Linked DNA regions of Zea mays: region 1 is linked to region 2. Evidence: chromatin contacts called from public Hi-C data. All regions are on one chromosome and are shown on one strand. The core of a region is the stretch at or near the end of the contact, and the rest is flanking DNA. Distances in the headings are between cores, read along the strand shown.

The links. Hi-C and Micro-C count contacts between places; a contact is called where the count stands out from the background.
Region 1: a Hi-C map of ear shows a contact between it and region 2, with 2.1 times the contacts expected there. The contact joins two enhancer-like sites. A contact is called at or near these places in 7 of 25 Hi-C or Micro-C datasets (bundle sheath, ear, endosperm and 3 more).

The regions. Positions count from the first base shown.
Region 1 is chr9:104,371,733-104,379,122 of Zm-B73-REFERENCE-NAM-5.0, reverse strand. No RefSeq gene overlaps it. Among protein-coding and RNA genes, the nearest start is that of LOC103638771, 20 kb to the left of the region's middle. Within about 2 kb of position 3,527, at least 9 of the 20 cell types and tissues checked have an H3K27ac peak or open chromatin away from gene starts, as enhancers often do. A contact at or near this core is called in ear, where this site is marked.
Region 2 is chr9:104,199,321-104,205,828 of Zm-B73-REFERENCE-NAM-5.0, reverse strand. No RefSeq gene overlaps it. Among protein-coding and RNA genes, the nearest start is that of LOC100273804, 14 kb to the left of the region's middle. Within about 2 kb of position 2,583, at least 4 of the 20 cell types and tissues checked have an H3K27ac peak or open chromatin away from gene starts, as enhancers often do. A contact at or near this core is called in ear, where this site is marked.

The DNA.
Region 1 (7,390 bases), core at 2,278-4,777, 170 kb before region 2:
CTATCCGTTCTTGTGTCATCAACAGCGTCCTTCCGCGACTACCTCCTCCGATCGTGTTATGAGTTTCGATTATTGTGTTTTATGTCTACCACATGCACTATTTACGCTAAAAATCGTATGATTTTATGCTTGAACACGGAATTTGTATATCAGTTTACTGCTTGTATATTTTTTGCATGCACATTGAAAAGACAATTTCTTGATTTATGGTGTCGTAATTACCATAAAAAATCAAATCAAATCACTTATGTTCGTAACTGACAGATTTTTACGTCTGCCATAAAATTGTTCCTAATTCCCACATGTTCGTAATTATCATAAAAAATCAAATCACTTATGTTCGTAACTGCTAAATTTTTACGTCCGCCATAAAACTGCCCCTAATTCCCGTGGGTGTTCTTAGTTGAACTAATATTATGATTTTTATCAAGTATACTACACGGTGTAAGTATTTATGCAACATTTTATAAGAATTTATGTTCTAGGTGACTCATGTCATCCAATTATTTGAAACGAAAATATGATCCAAAATTTGCACACATGCAATGGAAACTCACACAATCTGCCATAATTTTTGGATCTGCATAAAAATAGAAACTGCATGCATGCGACTCCCATATTTTTCATGCCAAAAAATAGAATCATGAATACAACCCCTCAGAGCTATCAATCTGTCACATTGGCTCGGTATTTACAATTATAACTAAGGGGTTTTATGCCCAAACCTTAAGGTTTTTACGCTCGAACCTAGAGATGCGTCCACGAGTGAACCACATGCCATATTTTTTACGCAGTGTACCACATTGCATAAATATTTACACCGTGTAACATAATTTGTATAAGTATATATATCATAAACTGGTTCTAACGAGTCTAGCTGCATGGTTGTTGGAACGATCATGTATTTATGGAGGAAATAAAGCATTTAAACAATATTTTTTTTATTTTCATGCATGCCAATACATTTCCTTTCATCGCACATTTGTGTCATCCTAAATTTGTACGCATGTAGCAGGAAACATAATTTTACACAGTATACCGAATTGCATAAATACCTAACTATGTATCATAATTAGTATCATTATAGATCATAAACTAGTTCTAACGAGTTTAGCTGCATGATTGTTGGAGCGATCGTATATTTGTGGAGAAAATAAAGCATTAAATATGATTTTTTGTTTCCATGTGTGTCAATCAATTTCCTTTTCATCGTATATTTTTGACATCCTAATTTTGTGCGCATGTAGCAGGTAACAGATTTTTATGTAGTGTACAGAATGCATAAATATCTACATCGTGTACATAATTAGTATTAGTATATATCAGAAACTAGTTCTAACGAGTTTAGCTGCATAACTGTTGAAGCGATTCTATATTTATGGAGGAAATAAAACATTAAATATGTTTTTTTATTTCATGCGTGTTAATCCAGTTCCTTTCATCGTACATTTTTGTCATCTTAATTTTATGTGTATGGAGCAGTAACAAATTTTTGTGCAGTGTACCGAATGCATAAATATCTACATCGTGTAGCATAATTAGTATCAATATATATTATAAACTAGTTCTAACGAGTTTAGCCGCATGACTGTTGGAGCGATCATATATTTATGAAGAAAATAAAATATTAAATAGGATTTTTTTTTGTTTCTATGCATGCCAAATCATTTCCTTTAATTGTACATTTTTTGCATCCTAATTTTGTACGCATGAAGCATGTAATAGATTTTTACATAGCGTACCTAATTGCATAAATATCTACACCCTGTAGCATAATTAGCATCAGTATATATCATAAATTGGTCCTGACGAGCCTAGCTACATGGCTGTTGCAGCAATCCTATATTTATAAAGAAAATAAAACATTTAAAAATAGAACTGTCACACATAACTTTCTTAAATTTACGTACATACAGGGAAACATATTTAACTCATGCATATCTTCCTATTTTTTTGTGCGCACAGACCTAGGGTGGGGTGCACCCGGCAGGCTAGCGTGAGGTGAGGGTGGGCGCGTCGGCCTGGATCAGATCGCATGGGTGATCGATCAGGCCTTCTTCTAACTATTTGAAGCTCAGGACTTCAAATATATCGATTATATATATATTTATATATATATATATATATATATATATATAAATGCAGCTAAGCATTTTGAAGCTTACCAGATATGGATTAACTCATCAAAAAATTATTAGTTTGTTCTTTAAATTTGAGGTAACATCGCGCATCATAATTTGTGTGATTGCAGCTTTTTTTTGTACCATAATTTCTTGTGACTGTAATAAATGATTGCGGTGCCACATTATCGGACACGGCTTCTTTGCCCTATATTTTTTTCCCACCGGTGCCAAATAGGGCACTAGTGTATTAGAAAAAAGTAAAAAAAAATGAAGGAAGAAAAAAGGGTAACACTGGAAAGCAAAGCACACATCCGTAGGAACGTCGTCGTGGAAGTCAAAGAGAAGCACATGCACTATCTTTCGCCGGTAAATTAAAAAGAGGCGCACTTTAACCCGTGCACCAAAACGACCAAAGCGTAGCTAATAATGAAGTGACCATGCATGATGCACGTATTCCGGCCCCGGACGGACGGACGGCGATCGTTCGTTGGGGCTTTGCCGGTCAATGCATTGCCAGCCACTCGCCTGTACTGGCTTATGCTTTTGCTACCTGTTGCCGGTAAGGCGTCCGTCTACCTCCGGCAGCAACAGACTTGACCAGGCGATTGGATTCGGACCTACGTACGGGGCGAACTCTGGATCTCGCATGTTCTTCCCTTGTCTCTGTGTCAGCTCCAAATCCGAAGGCAAGGATGCTCACTCGCTGCATGTGCTTGCTTGCTTTTGCTTCCTCGTCTCTGTGTTCAGAAACATGTCTCCACCTCAGAGCGTTGCACCACTGACTCCGACCGAAGGACTTTCAGATTCCAGAGAACAGGGCACACTTCTAGTGCCAACAAATTCCCCCCTATCGGGCATTAACAAGTATGGTAGGACGCGGTCCATCTGGAGCTGGAAGATGCAGTCCAGGCCAGGCCAGCTCCTGGAACATCCGTCGGAAGGGCTCAAAGGCCTCTCTTATTACAGAACACTTGCGTGTGTGCCTGCCATTACCCTGCAGCCTAGAACACACGGAATCTCATCAAACACCCTCTGCGCATCAGAAGTACCTCTCAGCTTGCAGTACGTATTGAGGAGCGTAGTGGAGACGTACGAAGCCATTATTGGAGCCAGAGGAGCGGGTGGCGGCTTGCACGCGACCGCGCGCGCAACGGCTGCGGAGGAGTGCGGCGACGAAGGGAGGACGGCGTCGGTGGAGGCCAGGACATCACGAAAGCGGAAATGTGACAGTGCGGCAAGAGTGTGGTGGCGGGAGAGCAAGTTGAGTTGAGGAGGGAGACGTCGCGAAAGGCTGCTCCGCCACCGCCACCGCCATGGCCTTGAGACTGGCGGAAGAAGCACGGTGAATGGATGGATGGGATGGAATACAGGCGGCTCCTACAGCCGCGCGCTGTAAAATGCCTTTGGTAGGAGTAGGACGAGTTTTGAAGCGCCGTGTATCTGTCTGGAGCGGAAGGTGGGGTCGTAGATAGGGACAGAAACTATCGAAAACGATATCAATATTTGTTGGTCGATCGAAAAATTTACCTAATTTTATAATTAATCTACTTATTAACGACTACATATAATGTTAACATAAATTTAAATTTTAAAATGCAGTAATTTTTTAAACGATATTTTATTTACGAACATATACACAAAACAATGTTTTGTATGACCATATATTTGATTAGTCACAAACTTATAGCACTAATTTAAGTGGGCTTCTCTCTTCTAGCATCCATAACTCTAACTTCTCTAAAATAGTACTTATAAGTCAATCTCCTCTCTAAACTAGGATGTAGTGGGTTTTTACTCCATTTTTCTTTTTTCCCAACAGTGAATGATCGAACTACCCCTAGAGATTCTGTTTTCCGATCGTAAGCCGTAACTCACCCAGATCGAAACTAGCACTGGCATTCGTGCTGCTCTGAATTTGAGCGCACTCTTCATCAGGCGGAGGTGCCCTGATTTGTGAACGATGTCAATCACGATGTCGCGCTGAGACTCGGTGTCATTTCATTTAACATATTTGTAAGGTGGTAGAGGTAACCGATAACGTTATATCATATTTATTGAAGTTTAACTGTAATCAGGTATGGCACTAGTAACTAATATAAACATATTCAAACTTGTTATCACTGATACTTAGATGTGAATCATTATCATTAGCATTTACATTATATTTCGTCGACCAAACAACATCTCAGTGCGTTGCTCTAAACTTCTCTGGTGGCTGCTCGTTGAGTTCTAACACTGAAGACTAGCTGTTTCACCACCAGTGATCATGAATCACAGTTAAAACAGCGAGCGCGAATCATTGACGTCGGAGCAACGTTAAACGTTCAAATATGAAACCAGTCATCCACTTTTGGGAAAATAAGAAAAAAAATGGAGTAAAGGGCACTTATCCTATTTTAGAGAAGAAATTAACTTACACGCACTATTTTAGAGACGTTAGATTTGTGGATACTAGAAGAGAGAAGTCCGCTTAAATGAGTGCTATAATAGCAATAAACTCGTTTTTTTTTTTGCATAGTGATGGATTACACTACTACAAGACTACAACCGCGATGTACATGCCCTTAGGAGAACACGTTTTTAGCGCACCTAGAGAGGGTGAATAGGTAATCCTGCAATAATCAACTCTAAACAATACAAACTTTGTTTATAATAAATGTTAGTGAAAACTAAAACCAAGTTAGGATGAGAAGATAGACGGAGAAAGAACCATTCTCTTGATTGCTCCTTTAAGATGTGTATTTAAACTTAGGAGCAATATTGCAAGAGAGTTGACAACTCAAGAAGATAGTAATCGCAATAAATAAATAGACAAGTGTCACAACGATTTTTACCATGGTTCAACCAATGCCTACTCTACGGTGTGGTGACCTCCTTTGGCCAAGGGTTGCACTTAACCCCTCTCAAGTGATCCAAAAATCAAACTTGAGTGTCACAGTTATCTTCATTATATCAAAATTATGTTGTGAGGAATCTCCACAAATTAGAGTCTCTCACGCCTTACATAATTATTTATAATCAAAACAGAGTAAGGATGAGAGTAGAAACACACACACATACAAGCAAGAAAAGAACGCAAGAATCAAAACAACATAATCACAGCTCGAGAACGCCTTACACAATTGTTTACAATCATTCACTTTTGGGGAAAAAAGGAAATGGAGTAAAAGGCACTTAATCCTATTTTAGAGAAGAGATTAACTTATAAGTACTATTTTAGAGACGTTAGATTTGTGGATATTAGAAGAGAGAAGTATGCTAAAATGAGTGCTATAATAGCAATAAACTCTTTTTTGCATAGTGGTCGTGATGTACATGCCCTTAGAAGAACGCATTTTGGAGCGTCGTATCCGTGTGGAGTGGACCAGTGTGGTTAGCTACACGACATACTAGTGTGGTTAGCTACACGACGTACTAACACACGCTCGCCTATAATTTCTACCATAGAACCAATGACAACACTATCCATCCAGGTTCTAGGACGAGGCATTACTCATATTAATTAACAATTTCCCTCTATTTTAGAACTATAGTATGATTTGATGTAATCATAAGTTAAATTTTAACATAGGTCTTGTGGGCTGCGTTTCGGCCTAGTTTTCTGAGTAGCTCCACCAATCTTTTCTTCATTTTCTTCCAACTACTATAAAGCACCAGTTTTCACCATTGTTGTGCGTGAAAGTTTTACAAAAACTCCTTATATTTCTTTGTAATCAATCCACAGTCCAAGTCTCCCCATCCCTGCTCCCTCCCATATCCCACAGCGACAACGCGCCCGCTATGAACATCGCCGCCAACCTCACCTACCACCGCGAACGCTACTCCCGCCTAGATGTCGGTCCACCCGTCCACCCCGCGATGTCTCCGGTCTGGTGGCGTGCCTCGACGACATGCTGCTCGTCGTGCCCATGCTCTCCTGGCTCAGTGGGACCTTCGACTATCCTACATGCTTCTAGCTCTGTTGACGATGTTGTTCCCATCCCTCCCCGTGCACACCTACCACACGCTCTTCATCGTGGCCCGCCACCTGAGCACCCATGATGTCGCACTAGACAAATAAATGGTCGAGTACAAGTCCACCTACGCCAGGAAACTAACTGAGATAGGGATGACGGGAAGGAGAAGAGCAAATCCACGACATTCGTGGGAAGGATAGGGACATGGAAGGGAGAGAATGGGAGGAGAGGGGCATAGTCACTGGCTCAAAGAGATGGATGTGGAACAGGAGCAGATGAGTCGGAACCGATTAGAATGGTGTCGTGTCAAGGAAGAGGAGATGTTGAGAGAGCTAGAGCGTGAGCCAACGAGCGACACCACTATCGCGCGACCGTGACATCAGGTATGAATTCATGAACTCTCCTGTATGTAATTGGAAGTAAGTTCGCAAAAGGTACTAAGGATATAATTGTTCGTCCAAATAGATTATCAGAGTCACTCATCAAATATGATTGTGTCCCATCGCAACACACGAACATTGTACTAGTAATTAAATAAAGTATGAGTTGTGTCTATATTGTATCTAACACATATTAGTGCCTAACGTGCGCTCGTGCGTGACCTTATGCATGCCTAAGACTTTCTCCGACAACTTATTCATCCTTATCTATCATTTCAAACTCCACCATATAAAGAGTGCGGCCTATAGTAAAAAAGTATTTTACACGATCTGCTAGACATAGCCTAACCCGTGCCACATCTAGAATCTAAAACACTTGGCTGAATCGTGGCCTTACTGTAGACTACTGGGCTTCGTAGGATGGGTTCCTGGTCGTTGAAGTAACATCGTGGGGCACAGGATAAAATAGCTTACATGGACGTACATCATGGTCATACGCGTGACCTTGGGATGGCAACAAATTGAATTCAGATTGGGTATTGCAGATATCCGCTGGCAACTATATCTGTGGTTGCAACCAATATCCGTCTACGATCAAACCTGCGGGTAGAAATTTATATTCATGCCCTTGGCCATCGGGTTTCGGATATCCGTCAGATATGACAGACACAATCAGTTTTCAACAATTCAATTGCATAATTAAAAAATTTCTTCCTATTCGTCATCGTATACAGTTTAAACTTAATAAAATAATTATTATGGGCATGCGGGTCACGATTAGGGGCACTAGAGCTTGAAAGGGCCAGTCACCAGCGGTACTGCAGCCTATGGGACTTGAAAGGGACCACGGGGCACAGCGCAGAAAGCCAGCAAGGCTAGAAGGGGTGGCCAACAGTGGGGAATTGGAAGCGTTAGGCGTGGGTTCATACTG
Region 2 (6,508 bases), core at 1,334-3,833:
GGTAGGTATAACGGGAGCCCCGGGCTTCCAATAGTTAAAGGAAGCCCAGGCCGACCACCCCTTCAAACTGGTTCAACCAGCGCGCCCAAACAGGCTGTCGGGTGCGCCACCTGTCCCACGTCTGTTAGCGCAAAAAAAGGAATGCATGCATGAGTCAAACACGATCCAATGCATGCGCATAAATTTAGGAAAGATATGTGCGGCAGTTTCTGTTTTTAAAATCCTTTATTTCCTCCATAAATTTAGGATCGCTGCAACAGCCATGCAGCTAGACGCGTAAGGACCATTTTATGATATATACTGAGACTAAATATGCTACACTGTGTTAATAATTATGCAATTCGATATACTGCGTAAAAATCTGTTACCAGCTGCATGCACACGAATTTATGATAAAAATAATGTGCAATGAAAGGAAATGAATTACACGCATAGAAACAAAAAATCGTATTTAATGTTTTATTTCCTTCATAAATATAAGATCCCTCCAACAACCATGCAGCTAAAACACATTAAATCTAGTTTATGATATATACTGATACAAATTATACTACATGGTGTAGGTATTTATGCAATTCGTTACACTGCGTAAAAAATCTGGCATGTTGTTCACTGGTGGACGCACCTTCGGGTTGGAGCGTAATAACCTTAAGTTTTGAGCATAAAATCCCTCAATTATAAGCGTATATACCGAGCCAATGTGAGAGGTTGATAGCTCTAGTAGGTTGTTATTACGATCCTATTTTTATGGCAGATCCGAAAAACATGGCAGTCGCATGCATGCGGTTATACAGATCCTAAAATTATGGCAAAATGCATGCATGAGTCAATCACGTTCCCTTGCATGCGCGTAAATTTAGGAAAGATATGTGTGGCGGTTTCTATTTTAAATGCTTTATTACCTCCATAAATTTAGGATCGCTGAAACAGACATGCAACTAAAACTCGTAATGACCATTTTATGCTATATACTGATACTAAATATGCTACACTGTGTAGATAATTATGCAATTCGGTATACTGCGTAAAAATCTGCTACAGGCTGCATGCACACGAATTTATGATGGAAAGAATATGCAATGAAATGAAATGAATTGCATGCATAGAAACAAAAAATCACATTTAATGTTTTATTTCCTTCATAAATATAGGATCCCTCCAACAGCCATGCAACTAAACGCATTAGAACTAGTTTATGATGTATACTGAAACAAATTATACTACACGGTGTAGGTATTTATGCAATTCCTTACACTGCGTAAAAAATCTGGCATGTTGTTCACTGGTGGACGCATCTCCGGGTGGAGCGTAAAAACCTTAAGTTTTGAGCATAAAATCCCTCAATTATAAGCGTAAATACCGAGTCAATTAGAGGTTGATAGCTTTAGTAGGTTGTTATTACGATCCTATTTTTATGACAGATCCGAAAAACATGGCAGCCGCATGCATGCGGTTTCTATTTTTATACAGATCCAAAAATTATGGCAAAATCGTGGGAGTTTCCATTGCATGCGCGCAAATTAAGAACGGCATAAATCAAGGAATTGTCTTTCAAATGTGCATGCAGTAAACTGATATACGAACTCTGTGTTAAAGCATAAAAACATACAGTTTTTAGCGTAAATAATACATGTGGTAGGCATAAAACACAATAAATGAAAAGAAAAATGCGCCGGATCAGAGGATGTCACGCGCGATCATCGCTGCGCGCATCTCGCCCCTTCCGTGACATCGCTCGCTCGAACATCGCGCCTCATGCGTCGCCGTCGCTACTCGCACGTCGACGGGCGTCGCTTGCTCGCCGGCCTTGGAAGTGCCGCCTCCTCGGGGCTTCGGGGACGCCGCCGCTTGCCTGCACAAGGGCCTCGCTGCGGATCGAGGAACCTCCGCCACCGCGCGTCGAGGTAATGGAGTTGCGGCCACCGGCCTGGGAATCGCCGCCACCGCACAAGGGCGCCGCCGCCGCTCGCCCTCTGGATCGAGGGCCGCCACCGCCGACCTGGAAACCGCCGCCACCGCTCGCCCTCTGGATCGGGGGCCGCCACCGTCGGCCTGGCAACCGTCGCTAATGAATCGAGATGGGGCGTAAAAACTGATCCCTAGCACTACGGATTTTCTTTTATAGACGTCTGGACCTGGTCCGACTCGACCGGATTGCACTGTCTGGCCTGGGCTTCCAATAACTAAAGGAAGCCCAGAGCTGCTAATATACAATCTATATATATATATATATATATATATATATATATATATATATATATATATATATATATATATATATATATATATATATATATATATATATATATATATATATATATATATATATATATATATATATATATATATATATATATATATATATATATATATATGGCAGCAGTGTTCCTATTCGACCATAACGTCATCCATCACATTAAATGTTGTATGAAAGGCTTATCCATACTGCCAGCATCATTGAGGCATGTTGGGAGTAAAGTTAAACATAGCATCGTACCTTCGGTGGCCATCCTACCCTAGGGGTTAGGGCTAGTCATATTCTTTGGTCTAATGCGCTCCCATACTTGATTGAATCAAAAGCTCTATTGTCCTTAGGGCCTTGAACTTCGGGACCCAACCATGTAGGCCAGGGGCCTTAGAGATCGTGGGGTGATAGGCCCTCTAAGCAGTCATGAGGTTGTCTTCGGCAGCTAACATATCTCATTCTCTATTTTAAACTCCACTCTATAAATAATATAATCTACATTTGAAATTCCCTATTTTACACAATTTGCTGCTGACAAGTTGAGTTGTTGCTGACAAGTTGAGTCTTAAGTTTGGGAGCGCCTTGAAGTATAGTGTCATAGACTCATAGGACCCCTGCAAGGTCTAGGCCGGGGACTCCAAAATCAAGTCCCTCGGCAGTACTGGGCTCAGCACGGCCAGACCTACAGTGCTACATCACTGTGAAGGAATTTGCAGATTCATTTCGCTCGTTCCGTGTTAGCCAGGCCATGGCAAATGAGATTTCCGTGTCATTCGACATGAGCATGAACCACCCTTCAACTTTGGCAACCTCAAAGCACGGTGTAAGTGCAAAAGAGCTGTTGAAAGCCAACATCGATCGAGAGATTCTGCTAATGAAGAGGAACTCATTTTTCTACATGTTTCGAGTAGTAGAGGGAATTGGCCCCTGAACTTCAGAATAGGCTCAGATAAAAATACTATGGGACTGTTTGGTTTGATACCTAACTTGCCACACTTTGCCTAACTTTTCTGCCTAAGGTTAGTTCTTTAATTCAAACGACTAACCTTAGGCAAAGTGTGACATATTTAGCCAAGAACCAAACAGCCCATATATATGCAGCGCCAGCATGACCAGTTTGTGCCTCTTACCAAATAATATATCGTGCACTGTTGTATGCTGCTAAAAGCCAATGTGTCTAAGCCTCAATAACCTGCAAGGAGGGTGTTTTCCTAAGATAAAGCACATTTAGCATAAACATATTTCCTTTGTTCAATATGTCTCATGCTTCACCAACTATCAAGATGGGATGCTCCTATTAGTCGGAATGTAGGAATTTAAAAAGAAAACACAATTCCTATGAAAATATGCAAAATTCCCACGTTGATAATGGAGCCTTACGGGTTCACATGCCATGGATATAATGAAAACTTAAGGGCTAGTTTGGAAACCCTATTTTCACAAGTGATTTCTATTTTCTCATGAAAAATTAGTTCATTTTCTCTTTGGAAAATGTGGTTCCCAAACTAACCCTAAGCCAATGATGATTAACACCAGCTATGCTTTGTTACATTCATTACTTACCAAATACACAACTGTGCCTAGTTTTTGTTTGGCAACGCAGCTGATTCTGTTATCAGTCATTGAAATGACACTCTTCTTCCATTCGGAATTCTGTGGCAAATGGAGGCATATACATGTGTGTGTTAGCGTGGACGTAGTAACCAGTTCAACCTGTTAGGAGAAGGTAGGTAATTCACATATACATTTTAACATCTCCACTGACGTGCAGCCAGAGAGAACGGCACAAACGTGGGAATAAAGGGACAAAAGCAAAAATAAAGCCTCTATTAGGATTCGAACGTGGCTCTAATACCATGTTAGAGTGGACGCACTAACCAGTTCAACACAAAAACTTAAATTATTAGGAGAAGGTAGACTTAACAGTGTGCACTCTTCTTTACAACGCTCATATTCGTATTCAATGGCTTCTCGGAGCTTACTCACCATTTTTAAGCCACTCCATTCTCTTCTATCCTGTTTGGACTTGCACTGTACCATCATGAATTCTCAAGATCCCCATCACATTTCTTGAGGTTGGTGGGTTCATTTTCATAACTGATTATGCCATTAGATTTGATCCAGATGTAATCAGATGGGTTCCAATAATCGTGTCCCTAAGTATTTAATAACTTGTATTTGGTATTCTTACTCGTTTTTATGACAAACCGACAGAGTTTCACTATCCTTAGGCTTTTCAAGCAGTATCTGCTTTTCTTAGCAGCTAATCAGATGGCAGCTTCGCTCTTCCGGTTCACTGCAGGAGCAGTAAGAAACATGTTTGCTGCATATGTCTTTGGATCATTTGCAATTTTAATTGTTATGCTTTTAGGTGGATTTGCTCTTTATAGAGGTCAAAAACCGTCATCCTGTTCCATGGTTTTGAACTCATTTTGAAGCTTTTGCTGCTAGTTGCCCCTTCCTTTCATTAGCTTCCAGAAGACATGAACAAATGGTGGATTTGGGGGATACTGGACCTCTCCGATGATGTATGCGCAAAATGCTGTCTCGGTGAACGAGTTCTTGGGACAAATTTGGCAGAAGATCCTTCCAGGCTCGACTGAACCACGTGGTGTGCTTATCCTCAAGTCCCATGGAATATTTCGAAAAGCCAAGTGATACTGGATTGGCTTTGGTGTATTGCTTGGATTCACGCTTCTCTTCGACTCTCTGTTCGCGCTTCTCTTCAACTAACTGGTACCTTTCTGGCAGGTCTGTTAAGTGATCAACACTCGGTACATTACATATGATCTGCACTGTTTGCAGTTACAGTATGAACTGAAACAAGGAACTGCAATGCTTTACAGAAAGCCTTGAATCCGCCAAATAGCTTAACAATTTTGCCAAGAAGCATGTCCTGATTGGTTTTACAGCATATGAGCACTCATATCCGTCAGTATCAGAAGATGCACTGAAGGAGAAACATGCAAATTTGACTGGCATGACTGTAGATGTGTCATTACATAAAAAGGAAGGGACTTGGAAGTAATTGCCAGTCATGTAGAAGTGCTTGTCAGCTACAATGAAACAAATTTGGCTATTATTGATGCCAATTATATGCCTCCACAAAGGGGGGTGATTCTCCCCTTTGTAACACTCACAGTCTCACTAACTTTTGATGGTATCAGATGCTCTGTCGATGTCCCACAGTTGAGTTTTATATAGGACTGAGCAAATAGTTGTAACTTTTTAACAATAATTTTTCTCTTTTTCCTGAACTATAAGTGTATAAGAAAAAAAAATGTTGATGCAAAACCTTAGGAAATGAAAGCACAAGTTCTAGAAGATAAATTGGAGATCCTAAAGGGCATTAGTGGGTCTTTAGGCCAGGAGTACTGACTAGTACGAGTATACTATGATCATAATCCAAAGATGTACAAAAAATGAACTAAAAACTCAGAAACTTAGAAATGCTTAGGTATTTTGAGGTAAAATATGGCTTAAAAGAATTCAAACGATTCTACGCTTCTGTTTCAAAATCTAATAATCTTCAATTTTGTTCAGAAAAAATGAAGGGATTGACAAATTCAACTATAGCTATAATCTAGCAACCTGGATGCAAGAAGTGACAACAGTTAAACGAGAATTTGTGCTAGGAGTTGATTTCAGTGGCTTATACAAGAATCCTGAACTCTACCAGTCAGTAACCTGCTGACTGCTGTCCTACCAGTATATGTGTACATATGCTACTTGTAGAGTCGTAGTTTTGTTTTTCTGTTTGTATTTGGTTTTCTAGCTGGTTGCTACTATGACCTGCAAGGCTGCAACTAACAATGTGAGGTGAATTAGTTGAATTTGCAGAAAGGAATGTAAATCGTAGCAGCACCTGTAATGTTTAATTTTTTAAAAAAAAATACAGGAGGAACAAGGTCTTGATACATGAACTGAGTACTCCGCCAGCAGCAGCAGGTTCAAGCGGATCTCTACTTCTTCACCAGGCACTCACTGTCTTTTTTGGCACAATGCCTGGCGTGCCTCTGAAAGCAAACCTGTCCTGCTGGAGGAACCCACAGTACAATGCTGTCCGGTTTTTCTTCACCGCCATTATAGCTCTACTCTTCGGCACCATGCTCTGATAATGCGCTAGTTTGAAAACTCAAATACTCCCGGTCCCTCCAATTCCAAAGGAAATTTTGAGTTCCTAAACTAATCATTTTCAAACTAGCTATAAGGTTGAGCCCTATACGTTGTAGCACATCGGTAAATACTCCTTCAATCCCCTCC